Linked DNA regions of Sus scrofa: all the other regions are linked to region 3. Evidence: chromatin contacts called from public Hi-C, HiChIP or PLAC-seq and promoter capture Hi-C data. All regions are on one chromosome and are shown on one strand. The core of a region is the stretch at or near the end of the contact, and the rest is flanking DNA. Distances in the headings are between cores, read along the strand shown.

Region 1 (2,734 bases), core at 167-2,666, 730 kb after region 3:
TTAACCCACTGAGTGAGGCCAGGGATCAAACCTGCATCCTCATGGATACTAGCTGGGCTCATTACAGCTGAGCCGCAACGGGAACTTCCTAATGCTTTATTTTTTTAGTAGAATTTTACACTGTCTAAATTTTTCTGCAGTAATTAAGTGTTGCATATTTTTTTCAATCTGTTTTTTGGCCACGCCCATGATATGTGGAAGTTCCCGGGCCAGGGACTGAACCCATGCCACAGCAGCAACCTTAGCCACTGCAGTGATAACACTGGATTCTTAACCTGCTGCACTGAAAGGGAATGCCTTTCATCTGTTTTTTTCACTACATGTTTCCAAGATACAAAATGGTCAACACCATTATCTGCCTACCAAAGTCCCTGGCTTTCAGTACCTCAAAATACAACTCATTTAAAGACATCAAATAGCATTATTCACCTAAAGACACAAAGCAGTCCTTTCCCTAGTAACTAAGTTCAATCTCAAAGAAGCATTTGGCATCAGCTATCAGCTACCAAGGGACTGAAGGCATAATGTTCCAAAACCAAAACTGACATGACTTTTAAAGGTAAGTGACAAAACCTACACTTCTCACAGAAAGAAAAGGTAAAATGTGAAGTTCACAGTTAAGATTTAGAAATTATATTCACAGGCTAAAAGTCAAAGTTAAACAAAAATCACTGAATGTCTACTCAAATTTTAAATCAAGGCAAAACATACTCAAGGTTATTGACTTTCAGCTAAAATATTTCCTGCCTAAGGTATCCATTTTTTTCATAGATACTTGATGAGAAAAATCCCTTTAAAATGTTTTATATATTAGATTCCAATGTTCCAGCTACAAGGACAGTATATTTCTTATTATTTTAGATAAAGACTAGCCTCATTCATAAGCTACATCTAAATCTAAAAGGGGAAATACTTTCTTCCCAAAACCTGTATCAAAAAAAAAAGAGCCTAAAGTTGATGAAAGAACACTGCTGCCACGTCTTTCCCTTCCCCCACTCAGAAGTGACTATTTCATCCCTTCAGAGTGCATTCCAAGGGAAAGTCCAAGAGCCACAGCTCTTAGAGAAACAAGAAACAGTTAAGTTGAAACTGGCAAGCCTCGTTGGCCTTTTAGATCAATTCCTAAAAGGAAATCTAGGTTCTTCGTCCCTTAAAGCAAACAGTGCAAAATTCCAAGAATCTTCTCCACTCTGTCGGAACGCCAAAGACGTTAGTGTCTAAAAACTGAACTGTATTTAATACATTCGATGACTGAGGAGAAATAGTCTCATACTTATGATACCACTCTTCCTCCCCCTTAAAACATACATCTGGGGGCCATTCGCTTAACTCAAAGTTCTCGCACAAACACAGAATTCGATTTCCTGATGGACTTTTAAAAGCATCAGATTCTGCTGTGAAAGAGCAGAGGGGGGTGGGGAGGGAGAGAAGCTCATGTACCTTTAAAATTTTTATGTGGCAGAAGGAAGGAAGAAGACTAGCTTCCCGGTTGACTGAGAATCTGACAGCCGACTTCCCTACCCAGCCGCCCGAAACTCGCCGCCCGGGGCTACGTCTAACTGCTCGGGCTGCACCGCTGCGCGCAACAGATGAGCCTGAACTTCCCCGGGTATGTCCGCTTCCTAGACCCGACAACTCTTCCGCGGGGTAAAAACGCCCGAGTGCTTCGGCGTGAGCTCTAAGCTTTAAAATCAGTTCTCCACTGCCACATGCTAACCATCTGCTGATTTGGAGGCCGAAAACCGTCGCGTACCCGTCAGCTTTGCAAGCGAGGACCAGGTAAGAGTGGAGCTCGGGAAAATCAACAGGGTTACCCCTCCTCGGGAAGGAATATTCAAGAAAGTACTGGTTCCCGGGGCGGAGACAGAGGCTGCCGCAGCCCCAACAGTCGGGGACGCCAATCTGGGAGGAGGTGGGAAGGGGAGCACCGAGGAGGGCGGAAGGGCCTCTGGGACAACCAGGAGGCGCGGGGCGCTGGACCTGGGGAAGGTACAGAGGAGAAGGTACTGCGGTAGTAAACCAGGGAACCCCTGCCCCCGAGCCATCCCACCAGAGAGGGCAGGGACCAGACCCCCCAGAGCCATCCGAGAAGGGCCGCGGCTGCCCAAGAACTTCAGCCTCAGTAGCCAACGACTACCCAAGGACTTCATCCTCATTCTCCAAGGTCGGAGAAGCGTCTCACCTGAGAAGTGGCAGGGGAGGGCTGCGCGTTCTCCAGTCCTCGACCGCCTTCAGTCAAGCCGGCTCCCTTCTCTAAGCCCGCTGGTGGCTTGACTGGGCAGCAGAGGGAGCCAGTTAGCCCTTTTATAACCTCTAGGCCGCGACGGCAGCGCTAGGGAGGAGGCAACTGCAACCCTCGCTACGTGAGCTCGATCACACCAGCGCCCAGGCGTTTGCGCAGGCGCCCAGCCCAGGCCCTCGCCCCCACCCTTTGCCCACGTCCCACGCCCCAGACTCCCCACCAGCTGGTGAAGTCCGGAGCCGAGGGGAGGGGCCGGCGGGCGGGCGTGTGGTGTAGCGCGCCTGCGCAGGGTCCTCGCCACGCCCTTGTTACCGTGGTTACTCCGGATTTGCCCCACTCCTTTCAACAGGTTGTTTAGCGCCTGGGTTACGCCATCAGCCTCAGGCTGGGACGTCGGAACTCCCAGCAGGGAACTATATTAAATATAAGAATAAGAACATGGGAGTAGAAAATAAGGCAGAAAAGAAGAATCGGGTGGAAAATAACACCGTA
Region 2 (2,700 bases), core at 73-2,572, 800 kb after region 3:
GTAAATGGAAATCTAGTACTGCATTCCCAAGTTAATAAGCGTGTAAAAATGAAATAAAAAATGTTTGCCTTTGCACTAATAGTGGTGCATGTAACACACGGTCAGAAACAATGCAATAACATCTCTTGAAATATTGACAAAAATTCCAGTTCTGCCACTGGTCCTAGTTGTGTCATTCTGGGCATTTCATTTTCTCTTTCTGGGGCTTCCCCCTAATTGTAGAATGAGAATGTTATTTTATCATTTCTAAAATCCGTCTCTACTTTCCTCCCTTCATCCTCTTCTCCCTCTCTTTCTCTCTCTTTACTTTCTTTCTTTCTTTCTTTTCGTTCGTTCGTTCTTCCTTTCTTTCCTGCCATGCCTGTAGCATGCATAAGTTCTCAGGCCAGTGACTGAACCCATGACACAGCTGTATTTAACCTCCTGAGCCACCAGGGAACTTCTTCCCTGAATTTTTATTGTTTAAACACTCTTAAGAGTAATCTCCCTTACTCTGCAGAATTTAAATCTTTCCCCTTGTACATCATGGGTGAATTCAAAACTACAAAACATTTATATCCTATCATTTCACCCCAAAATAATCTGCCCATGGCTCTTGATCCTACAACAACCCGTCCCAAACCACCGCCCTCCGCCCCTTTTCAGGTCTCAGAGGGTATAAATAACTGTTTTCTAAGGATTTCCCTTACAGACAAAAGTACTAGCTTACTATTGCTGCCAGGTGAGGCTTGTTAAAGAAAGATATTGCACTGGATGGTCCACTTTAAGGCTGTGATTCGATTTTCAGGCTTATTTGGTTTTCCAAGGAACTAATAAAACTAAGTCGAGAGGAACTTGCATCTTCTATCCAGACACTCACTACAGTCCAGATTGACAGATAATAAATACTCACCCACCCCAGAATGCCAAGCACACCTTATTATGAAGAATTTAGTGTCAGGCTAGAAGGGACTTTGAGATCACTCAGACTGACTCCACACTGTACATATGAGGAAACCGGGAGCACGGCAGGAGAAGCAACCAAGCAGCTGAGGCCGGACTAGGTTCTAGCGCTCTTTACTCAAAACAAGGGTCCCTTCTTCATCCAACAAAATGAAGCCAATTTCGCTTCCAGTTCTAAAGCCTGGGCCTCTTCCTCACGTCCCTGCTGCGGCACCTTTCCTCAGCCTTCTCTCCTACCTCGTGGGCTGCCAGCAGCAGCCAAAGCCCGGCTCTGACTGGATCCACACGCTTGTCTAGGACCTGAAGCCAGCGGAAACTTAAGTCAGAAACCGGCTCAGCTCCGGAACTCCCAGCGTCGCCTTTGCTAGGTGTCGGCGGGAGTATTAGGCGGCTGCACCTGTGCGTTCGTCACTTCCGCCCCCACGGGGAAACAGGGAGGGGAGAGGACTGGAGAGGTGGGGATCCTGGGGTGGTGGCGGTCCGGAGTCTAGGAGACGGGGCGTGACGGGGCCGGAAGGTGGCGGGAGGGGGCCGAGCCGGAGCTGGCGGGAGGGCCAGGCCCGGAGGCCCCCACCCTGGCTTGGCCGCCCCGGCCGCGGCTGAGGAGGAAGAGGAGGATGATCTCCAGATACACACGGAAGGCGGTGCCTCAGAACTTGGAGCTGTGAGTGGACTGCTCAGCCACCCAGCTGGGGCCGGGGGAAGCCGTGGCGGGCCGCAGGCGCTCTGGGGACCCTCCTTGACCAGTCCCTTGCTCCTTTTTCTTTCCCAGGGCGAGGGAAAGAAAAAATTCTTTGAAATTTTCTCCTCCTAGCCTTGCCGGACGTTGCCCCTCCAGACCTCCATCTCCAGCTAAGAGCGTGTTACCAGTGCAATCCCAGGACTTGACCCTCTTGGGCTGCACTCCCGGGGCTCAGGAACTGGGTTTCCTAAGGCATTTGTAGTTTCCGTTGTGTTCCATGCCCCACTTTCCATGGCCACTAACAACTCGTGAAGTTATTAATAACTGAGTCCTACAATAAAGTTGAATACGTCTAAAGCCAAACACCCTGCGAAGCGCTTACATGCATTAGCTTACTTAATCCTATCAATAAGGATACCAGATAGGAACTCTTATTTTGTACTTCCTACAAGATAAAGATCCCAGATCTGAAGGTTGTATCGTGCCAAAGATCACACAGCTAGGTGGTGATGGAGCTGAAGTATAGACCCGTTATCAGTCTGATTCTGAAGTTTGTGGTCATAACCATTACATACTGTCTCCCCACCTCTGCGTTGAAGAGTCAGAATCCTCAGGATCAGGTTTGCTTTTGAGACTTTAGAGAACAGATATTTCCAGCTTGAACAACTTAGTGAAGTGTTGTAATTTAGGAAGTAATGATAATGTCATACATTTATTAATGCTTTACACTTTCAGAAACTTTCACATCTTAATCTTTAAGATGGATATGACCATCTTCAATTTTCAGCAGAGGAAGTATCAGAAAGGTACACATCTTAAGATTATATAACCAATAGGTTTTTGAGCTTGGGCTTTTTAACCCCAAATCCCAGTTGTTGTTTTTCTCCACTAAGGTATGTAATTTTAGCAACCATACATTTATTAATTAAATATTAATTATATATGGTAATAACAGCTATGGTATTTTCAGTCACACCTGGGTTTCTGGTTAGACTCTTTTCTAGCCTTCTGAATTTTAGGCAAATTACTAATTTTTTGAGCCTTCATTTCTATAACATAGGAATAAGACTTTATCT
Region 3 (2,886 bases), core at 74-2,573:
TTCTGGGCTAAAGCCATAAAATCCCTTGCCATCCCCTCTCAGGTCAGGAGATAGTTCTGAGGCATTAGGCTGCTGTGTCCTCCTTTGCCTGGCAAAGCAATAAAGCTGTTCTTTCTCTTCCTCAAAACTCTGTCTCCTGTCTCCAAGACTTAACTGGTGCAGGTGTACAGAGGCCGCATTTTCAGCCACAGTCACAGGGCAGACTGTGTGGAATGGGAAGAAGGTAGGCTCTCGTTTGGGGAGGGTGATCCCTGGCCCTCCCCGGGTGAGAAAATATGGAGACGCTTTTTCAGGCCGATCGAAGGTCGGAAGTCCTCTTTCCCTCTCTAGAACCTATTCTCTCCGTCAGAGGAGTTGTTTATTTTCCTAAACTATAATATTTCCCAAACCGGCAACTGGCTCCCAGCCACCGAATGGCCCCTTGGGAAAAGTAGTTCAATTTCGCTTCCAGGTAAGTTCCTTTCGTCCCACCTGCCAGCGCCTCTCATTCTTGGGAACTCCAAATCTCAGAGGGGTCCGCAAGCCCCAGGAAAGCTGACGTCGCTGTGGCCCCTCTCATTAGGTGTCCAGCATCCCAGAGAAGTGGGAGAGCCGAACACTACACCTCCCAGCGGCCACCGCGCGTCTCAGTACGCAGGCGTAGCCGCGCCTCGCCACCCCTCCCCCTCCTCCAACTGATCCCGTCGGTCCGTTCCCATATTCCCCCCATCAGTTCTAATGTCCCCTCTGTGTCTCCGGCACCTCACACTCACCGCGAACTCGCGGGGTCGGGTACAGCCGCTGCGCCTTCTCCAGGAAGCGGAGCGCCCTGTCATGCTGGTTGCTCTGGATGGCCTTGAGGGCGATGCTAATACAGCGCTCGGCTTCATCCTTGTTAGATTCCATGGCGGAACCAGAGCGCGGAACCAGGGAGGGGGAGGCCGGGGAGCGAAAGGCTGAGCCAGCTGCTGGCGCGTCTCGGGGCAGGCTGTCGCAGGATGGTGACGTAACCCTCTGCCCCCTCCTTTTCCGAGATTAGTGCGAGATTTTGAGCGAAGGAGGAAGTGCTACCGTATGTCTTCTAAGAGGGGGACGTGTAGCAGAAGCGCTAAGTGTGCACAACCACATTCCTGGAGCCCAAAGGAGTCGTATTCAGAGGTCTTCAAGTATTGTATTTTTGCATGTTCTTGGTAGTAACTCTGTGTATTTGAGATGAAGGTGGCTTATTTATTTATTCATTCAGCGGATATTTATTGAATACCCGCTATTTGCCATGCTAAGTACAAGGCAGCGGTGAAAAAACAAAGCCCTTGCCCTCAGGGAGCTTACCTTCCAGTGTGTGTAGCCGGGTGGGGAGACATCCAATAAAGAGATAGAGTCCAAGCGTGATAAATGCTATGAAGAAAAAAAAAGACAATATAAAGAAATAAAGAGATTGAGAGTGGAAGGTGCAAAATAGCCTGATCAGATAAATCTTCTCCCAGAAGCGGTTATTTTAATAGAAATCTGAATTCAAGAAAGAGAGAATAGGTATTCCAGGTGTTAAGTCACCTGGAAGAAAGGTGGTCCAGGCAGAAGGAAAAGCAAATGCACCACAGCTCACGGCAACGCTGGATCCTTAACCCACTGAGCGAGGCCAGGGATTGATGGAACCCGAATTCTCATGGATAGTAGTTGGGATTATTACCACTGAGCCACAATGGGAACTCCTAAGAATCCATTTTGGCTTAAGCCAATTTGTGATCTAAGCCTGGCTGCAATGCTGGCCCTTGAACAGGTCTCAGTCATTAAAGATCTTAAGGGAGGGAATGAAGAAACTGGGGAGGATTAGTCAAGGAAAAAATGGTGCAGCCTTGGGGTAGGGTCCTGGTTTTGAAACCCTGTATAAGATCTTGAGTCCTTGGAGTTCCCGTTGTGGCTCAGTGGTTAACGAATCCAACTAGGAACCATGAGGTTGCGGGTTTGATCCCTGGCCTTGCTCCGTGGGTTAAGGATCTGGCGTTGCCTTGAGCTGTGATGTGTGTCGCAGACGCAGCTTGGATCCTGCATTGCTGTGGCTGTGGTGTAGGCCAGCAGCTACAGCTCCGATTCGACCCCTAGCCTGGGAACCTCCATATGCCATGGGAGTGGCCCAAGAAATGGCAAAAAGAAAAAAAAAAAAAAAAAATCTTAAGTCCTTGTGTTTTGAAGGAAAAGACTTTTCCTTTAGCCTTGGTCTTAAAAGGCTAACACAAGAGTTAATGATTAAGGGAGTTCCCATCATGGCTCAGTGGTTAAAGAACCCAGCTAGTATCCATGAGGACATGGGTTCAACCCCTGACCCCGTTCAGTGGGTTAAAAATCTGGCGTTGCTGTGAGCTGTGGTCGCAGACATGGCTCGGATCGCACGTTGTTGTGGCTGTGGTGTAGGCCTACAGCACCTATTCGATCCCTAGCCTGGGAACCTCCACATGCTGTGGGTATGGCCCTAAAATGACAAAAGAGAAAAAAAAGAGTCAATGATTAGGAAATATTATTATAGATAAAAACTAGTTAAAATAGTCTTCATGATGTCATGCCCTGCCTTGGCCCACACACTTACTCTTAACTAGCTTTTCACAAAGGATCTAGTCCTTGCTTAATTGCTTTCTTTTACTAACGGTTACTTTTTAGTTAGAGTTATATTGCATTTAGTGTTCTTTTTTGTAATTGGAACACCCCCCACCACCCCTTCCCTGTAAGCAATCTTCATTCCAGAGGGAAGGGCAAGGAACCATCATAACCCCAAAGACAGCAAGAAAGCCACCACCAGACTGACACCCGCCTTGACCACTCTAAAATGATCCATAGAGGGAGAAGACTGGGGAGTTCCTGTCGTGGCGCAGTGGTTAACGAATCCGACTAGGAACCATGAGGTTGCGGGTTCGG
Region 4 (2,762 bases), core at 105-2,604, 880 kb after region 3:
TGTGGCTCTGGCGTAGGCCGGCGCTACAGCTCCGATTAGACCCCTAGCCTGGGAACCTCCATATGCCACGAGAGCAGCCCTCAAAAAAGCAAAAAGACAAAAAAAAAAAAAAAAAAAAAAAAAGACAATGGATACTGTCTACTTCCTAACACTATTCTCCTTACTTGATAAAAAAATCAACTGACAGAGATCCATTCAAGATACACCATTCCCAATTTTTAGCATAAAAATCTCAGTCACCCATAAAGTTTCACAAAAGGAGTCCACAAAAGGGGTCTCCAGGTTCTAAACGGCAATTAATCAATTTCAGTTCTCACGCCAATCCTCATTAGCCTGGAGATAATGAAAATCGTTCTGAGTTCCCATGATTTTGGAATTGACTTCATTTTAAAATCCTCTCAGAGGTAAGACTAGTACAGAGTTAGTTACCCAGGAGCTTTTCCACAGGCTTAGAGAGGTGGGCCCCACAGCCAATCCAATGTCTGATCCGGTCGAAGTTGAGAGCTACGAGTTTCTCTCCATGACTGTTGGGCAGCGGATCATAGGAGCCCAGCTGCTCTACAAAACGGCCATCCCTGGGACACTTGCTGTGAGCAGCCACGATGCGGTAGAAAGGCCGGTTGGTACAGCCACCCAGGGCAAGGCGGATGGTTAAATGGCCTCCACGGTAGGCCCTGCACAGAACAGTAGCTGTGGAGAAATAAGCAGTTAAGACACAAGAACTGAGGGCACAAAATGGACTAAATGAGGCAGATGAAACAACTCCCTTCCTCTACTGAAATGTCCTTATTTCCAACCAACTCTTGTCAATCTGTCGAGATACCTTTTTTTCTTTTTGTCAAACTCCTCTCATGCGCTCCAGCTAGAAAGGACCTTCCTCCTCACCCTCTAGTGCACTCACCACAGGTCTGCCATTTACTGGCTCTGTACCATGTCGGAGCCCAGCTGCCTCAAATATATGATGAAAACCATTTATTTCACAGAGTTTCCGCAAAAATTTAAACACACACACACACACACACACACTCACACAAAGGGGAGGATCAAACGTGTGGCAGTTTGTTTCAGGCTGGCTTGCCTCCAACTAGCCCAGGAGAGCGCAGCTTCACGCTATCCCCCATGCCTCCTACCCGCTCCACCGCCCAGAAGGTCTCCCGGGGCCCCTATCCACTCACTGAGCTGGACCATGGCGCAGCCAGAGGGCGCCGGGGCCTGTGCGCCAGTTCCGGCCGATCGGCTCTACGGTCAAGGACTGCACGGCGGACAGACAGGAAAGGTCAATGCCCCCGAAGCCCCGACCTCACCCCTCAGCGACCCCAGCCTGGCTCCCCGGTGCCGGAAGCGAATGGCCCATTTGCCCCGCCTCTTCCGCTTTTTGCCTCTATGGTGCCGGTAACGCCGCACGCAGAACTCAACGCGCCTTTACTGCCTCCGGAAAGGGGCAGCCAAACCCTGTGCGAGCGCCCGGCTCCCTCTGGCTGTGGGTCCCTGCTGGAGGGAGGAATATGGGGAGAATACCGAGAGCGGCTGAGAGGTGCTAAACTGCTCTACAAATCCATCCTGCCAGCAAACTTTCTTTTGAGCACGTTAGGGCCAAGGTGCAGTGCTGAGATCTCAAAGATGAAAGGGTGCTGTTCCTGCCCCAAGGAAGCTGACGGTCTGGTGTGGGGGAATTATATGTAAAATATATATATATAATTCTTTTTATTTTTTATGGTGTTTATTTTTTCCATTATAGTCGGCTTACAGTGTTCTGTCAATTTCTACTGTACAGCAAGGTACCCAGTCGTACCTATATATTCTTCTTGCATTATCCTCCATCATGTTCCATCACAAGTGACTAGATATAGTTTCCTGTGCTATACAAGCAGGATCTCATTGCTTATCCACTCCAAATGCAATAGTTTGCATCTATTAAAAATATATAATTCTTAAATGACTTCAGTGTACCTTAATTCCAGAACCACATAGAATTCAAAACCTCTTATTTAGATTTTTATTGCCACCCGGTTTACTGTCAACCAGTAAAACTTCCAGTAACATAGCCATCCAGTATGATACCCAATGGAAATACATGAATGAGTTTCAATTTATGTTGAAGATCTTTTTTTAACTCATCCACAGCCCTCATATGGTGAAACATCCAGGATTTAATTTCTCTGAGAAGGAAAGGAGCTTAGCATCCCATACAGAAAATTCTTCAGGTGGAAGATGTCAGAAAGATGGATTTCCAAAGCCAACTGTCTCCTGTACTGTGTGGATCTCTGCAAGCAGATTCTCATCTTTCAATTTCAGCTGCATGAGAGGAGGATAGGAAGGACATAGGTCATGCCTGATATACCTATGTAGAGACCTCTTATTTTCAGAGCCACAGCTAAATTCCATCCTTGGGGTGGAATTGACTCTTCTTATATTCTCTGTTTCATGGCAACTCCATTAAAAAGAACTCAGGGAGTTCCCGTCATGGCGCAGTGGTTAACGAATCCGACTAGGAACCATGAGGTTGCGGGTTCAGTCCCTGCCCTTGCTCAGTGGGTTAACGATCCGGCGTTGCTGTGAGCTGTGGTGTAGGTTGCAGACGCGGCTCGGATCCTGCGTTGCTGTGGCTCTGGCGTAGGCTGGCGGCTACAGCTCTGATTGGATCCCTAGCCTGGGAACCTCCATATGCCGCGGGAGCGGCCCAAGAAATAGCAAAAAGACAAAAAAAAAAAAAAAAAGGAACTCAGAACAGTATGCTGCTTACATGGATGTGTTCACGTTTT
Region 5 (2,870 bases), core at 350-2,849, 540 kb after region 3:
CTGAGCAAGGCCAGTGATCGAAATCACATTCTCATGAATACGTCAGGTTCTTAACCTGCCAAGCTACAATAGGAACTCCTCTCTAACTTAATTTTTAATACTTCCCCTTTACATTATCTTTAGTATTAGTGCTGGTCAATTCCCATTTTTTTTTTTTTTTTTTTGTCTTTTTGGCATTTCTTGGGCCGCACCCACAGCATATGGAGGTTCCCAGGCGAGGGGTCTAATCGGAGCTGTAGATACCGGCCTACACCAGAGCCACAGCAACTCGGGATCCGAGCTGCGTCTGCAACCTGCGCCACAGCTCACAGCAACGCCGGATCCTTAACCCACTGAGCAAGGCCAGGGATTGAACCTGAAACCTCATGGTTCCTAGTCCGATTCGTTTACCACTGCGCCACGACGGGAACTCCTGGCCAATTCTCATTCTACACACCATGGAATGTCAGGGAGCTTGCAAACTGGTACACATAATTATGGTGACATGTCTAATGACATGAAATATACAGAACTCTACATTTTCCCTCTTTTGTCTAAAAATGAAACTTCATCACTCCTTTTTCAGTGTCATTAATTTAATGAGTGTTTCCTAATTTGAAGCTCCTGCCCCTATCTTTGTGTGAAAATTAGTAATATAAATAACTTTAAACCATTTTAAATGGAGGAAGAAAGGCATTATGAAAACATGAGATACTGCTGCTCAAAATTGATTAAAAACACAACCTAGGAGTTCCCATCGTGGCGCAGTGGTTAACGAATCCGACTAGGAACCATGAGGTTGCGGGTTCGGTCCCTGCCCTTGCTCAGTGGGTTAAGGATCCGGCGTTGCCGTGAGCTGTGGTGTAGGTTGCAGACGCGGCTCGGATCCCGCGTTGCTGTGGCTCTGGCGTAGGCCGGTGGCTACAGCTCCGATTCAACCCCTAGCCTGGGAACCTCCATATGCCACGGGAGCGGCCCAAGAAATAGCAACAACAACAACAACAACAACAACAAAAAAAGACAAAAAAAAAAACAAAAAACAAAAAAACACAACCTAAACCTTATTTCTTTAGGAAGTTTTGAGCCCAAAGAAGTTTTGATAGCAAAGATACCAGACTTAGAAGCTTGCTTCAGGAGAATACTGTCCTCATGCCACACATGACCTTACTACTCCTTTGCATGCTACTGTAAACTCCTTAACCACCTGATGAAGAGATTTCCTAATGATCAATTCCAAAAAGTAGGTTTTATCCCATTCTCATTTAGAATGCAATGCTATGGCTGCAACACCATGAAATCAATACCTAGAAGTCACAAAACAAGATTTTGACGTGAGGGGATGTCCCGCTTTTAGAGTTCCCTTCTGGATAAGATACTGGAGGTCTCACTGCAGGGAACTTTTGAGAAAAAAGACAATAGGAGGATGAGGGATTGTGAAGTTTGTTTGGTTTTGGTTGTTTTTTTTTTTTTTTTTTCCTAAAGAAAAATACCAATAAAATAACCCTGTTGACAATGTAAAGCAGTGCTTCTATCTGGGGTCAAGGCCAGAGCAATGGACACTTTATCCCACTCATCCTCTTCCTCTGATAAAGTCCCAACCAGTACTGAAGTCTTTCTTCATAAGAGCCTTGAGGCCTTTTTAAAAAGGCGCTTGATAAAGAAGCGGACAAAGGAAAACTGAAATTAAGAGGATTTTCCAGTCTGTCTCTGGTGGCTGGTCCAGAAGGATGCCTCAGTTCCTGCTTCTCACCTGCCTCTTTATCACAATAACACTCGTGTCACCAAAGGGTAAGTCTTATGCCAAGTACATGGCACAATGTAATTTTTGTTGTAGGAATTTGCTGTTGTGTACAGGTTATTAAGAGCAAGATTCCAGAATCTTAAATATGGGTTCTAGAATAGTATAAAAGTCATGAATAACCTATGAAGATATGTTTTCAGAGAATTTCTCTTCCATGTGCCATTTAGCCTCTTGCCTGGGCATCCAAAATTTCCATAGATCTGCCATGTCCAAACAACTTTCCACAAGCCAAGTATTTCTTGGATATGTGTAAAAGAAATTCTAACCTCTTTATATTCTAGGCACTTTTATAGTTCCAACTTCAAGAGGGAAAAAAAAAAGATTTTTAGAGGGAAGGATGGAGTTTTTTTTCTTTAATGAATGCAAGGGACTAACTGTGCCCATGAAAGGAACAGATCTGAATAAATCAGTCTTCTGAGTCTTGACATCTGAAAATATGACTTTTGCACAGACTGAGTGAACTTTAAACTGTCGTCCTCCTCAGGCTTGGCACAAAACTGGCCAACATGGCAAAGAAAAATTTAAATTCCAGCTACTAAAAAATTTCTCTCTCCTTTCCCAGTATGAGTTCTAACTAGAAGAGAAAGTGAGAGGAGGTTAAGGTGAAGAGAAGTGTCCTTCTTGGCACTTTTGAAAAGCTGGGTGCTTAATTGCCACTATTTATTTATTCTGGGTAGCTCAGGCCTTGCTCTAGCACCTTCAAGAATATATATTAAAGGCAGTTCCCACTGTGGCTCAGTGGTAAGGAACCCCGCCCCCACTAGTATCCATGAGGATGCAGGGTTTGATCCCTGGCCTTGCTCTGTGGGTTAAGGATCCAGCATTGCTGGGAGCTGTGGTGTAGGTCACAGACGCAGCTCAGATCTGGTGTGGCTGTGGTCGACAGCTGCAGCTCCAGTTAGACCCCTAAGCCTGGGAACTTCCATATGCAGCAGGAGCAGCCCTAAAAAGACCCCCCCCCCAAGAAAATATGTATATATATGTATATATATGTGTATATATATATATATATATGTATATATTTATACATATATAAATAGGTTTGAGACCCTAAAGAGACATGGTAAACTAAATCCCATGTGGTGTCCTA

What was found. Promoter capture Hi-C pulls out the DNA fragments that hold promoters and counts their contacts. A called contact is a pair of places that touch in the nucleus more often than the background predicts. HiChIP or PLAC-seq counts read pairs in DNA pulled down with a chosen protein or histone mark.
Region 1: a contact with region 3 is called in a promoter capture Hi-C map of fetal liver, with 3 times the contacts expected there. The contact joins the promoter of NUDT13 here to the promoter of DNAJB12 in region 3. A contact is called at or near these places in 2 of 5 promoter capture datasets (fetal liver and liver), 2 of 47 Hi-C or Micro-C datasets (embryonic fibroblasts and heart right ventricle) and 2 of 2 datasets of contacts at active chromatin or transcription factors (alveolar macrophages and skeletal muscle).
Region 2: an H3K27ac HiChIP or PLAC-seq map of alveolar macrophages shows a contact between it and region 3. The contact joins the promoter of ECD here to the promoter of DNAJB12 in region 3. A contact is called at or near these places in 1 of 47 Hi-C or Micro-C datasets (embryonic fibroblasts) and 1 of 2 datasets of contacts at active chromatin or transcription factors (alveolar macrophages).
Region 4: a contact with region 3 is called in a Hi-C map of liver, with 7 times the contacts expected there. The contact joins the promoter of MRPS16 here to the promoter of DNAJB12 in region 3. A contact is called at or near these places in 1 of 5 promoter capture datasets (liver) and 1 of 47 Hi-C or Micro-C datasets (liver).
Region 5: a promoter capture Hi-C map of fetal liver shows a contact between it and region 3, with 3 times the contacts expected there. The contact joins the promoter of OIT3 here to the promoter of DNAJB12 in region 3. A contact is called at or near these places in 2 of 5 promoter capture datasets (fetal liver and fetal skeletal muscle) and 1 of 2 datasets of contacts at active chromatin or transcription factors (alveolar macrophages).

Annotation. Positions count from the first base shown.
Region 1 is chr14:75,916,640-75,919,373 of Sscrofa11.1, forward strand. NUDT13 (nucleoside diphosphate-linked moiety X motif 13) reads left to right here and starts at 1,417. Exons shown (of 12, transcript XM_021074324.1): 1 at 1,417-1,779. P4HA1 (prolyl 4-hydroxylase subunit alpha 1) reads right to left here and starts at 2,263. Exons shown (of 15, transcript NM_001097435.1): 1 at 2,183-2,263.
Region 2 is chr14:75,991,300-75,993,999 of Sscrofa11.1, forward strand. ECD (protein ecdysoneless homolog) reads right to left here and starts at 1,323. Exons shown (of 13, transcript XM_005671096.3): 1 at 1,180-1,323. FAM149B1 (protein FAM149B1) reads left to right here and starts at 1,358. Exons shown (of 13, transcript XM_013983338.2): 1 at 1,358-1,606. The coding sequence starts at 1,560.
Region 3 is chr14:75,188,786-75,191,671 of Sscrofa11.1, forward strand. It overlaps DNAJB12 (dnaJ homolog subfamily B member 12), which reads right to left and starts at 1,324. Exons shown (of 9, transcript XM_013983329.1): 1 at 1,309-1,324; 2 at 753-1,178. The coding sequence starts at 885.
Region 4 is chr14:76,073,285-76,076,046 of Sscrofa11.1, forward strand. MRPS16 (28S ribosomal protein S16, mitochondrial) reads right to left here and starts at 1,355. Exons shown (of 4, transcript XR_001301010.1): 1 at 1,176-1,355; 2 at 430-690. CFAP70 (cilia- and flagella-associated protein 70) reads right to left here. Exons shown (of 27, transcript XM_013983341.2): 27 at 1,985-2,295. The coding sequence ends at 2,215.
Region 5 is chr14:75,724,773-75,727,642 of Sscrofa11.1, forward strand. It overlaps OIT3 (oncoprotein induced transcript 3), which reads left to right and starts at 1,600. Exons shown (of 9, transcript NM_001244899.1): 1 at 1,600-1,767. The coding sequence starts at 1,707.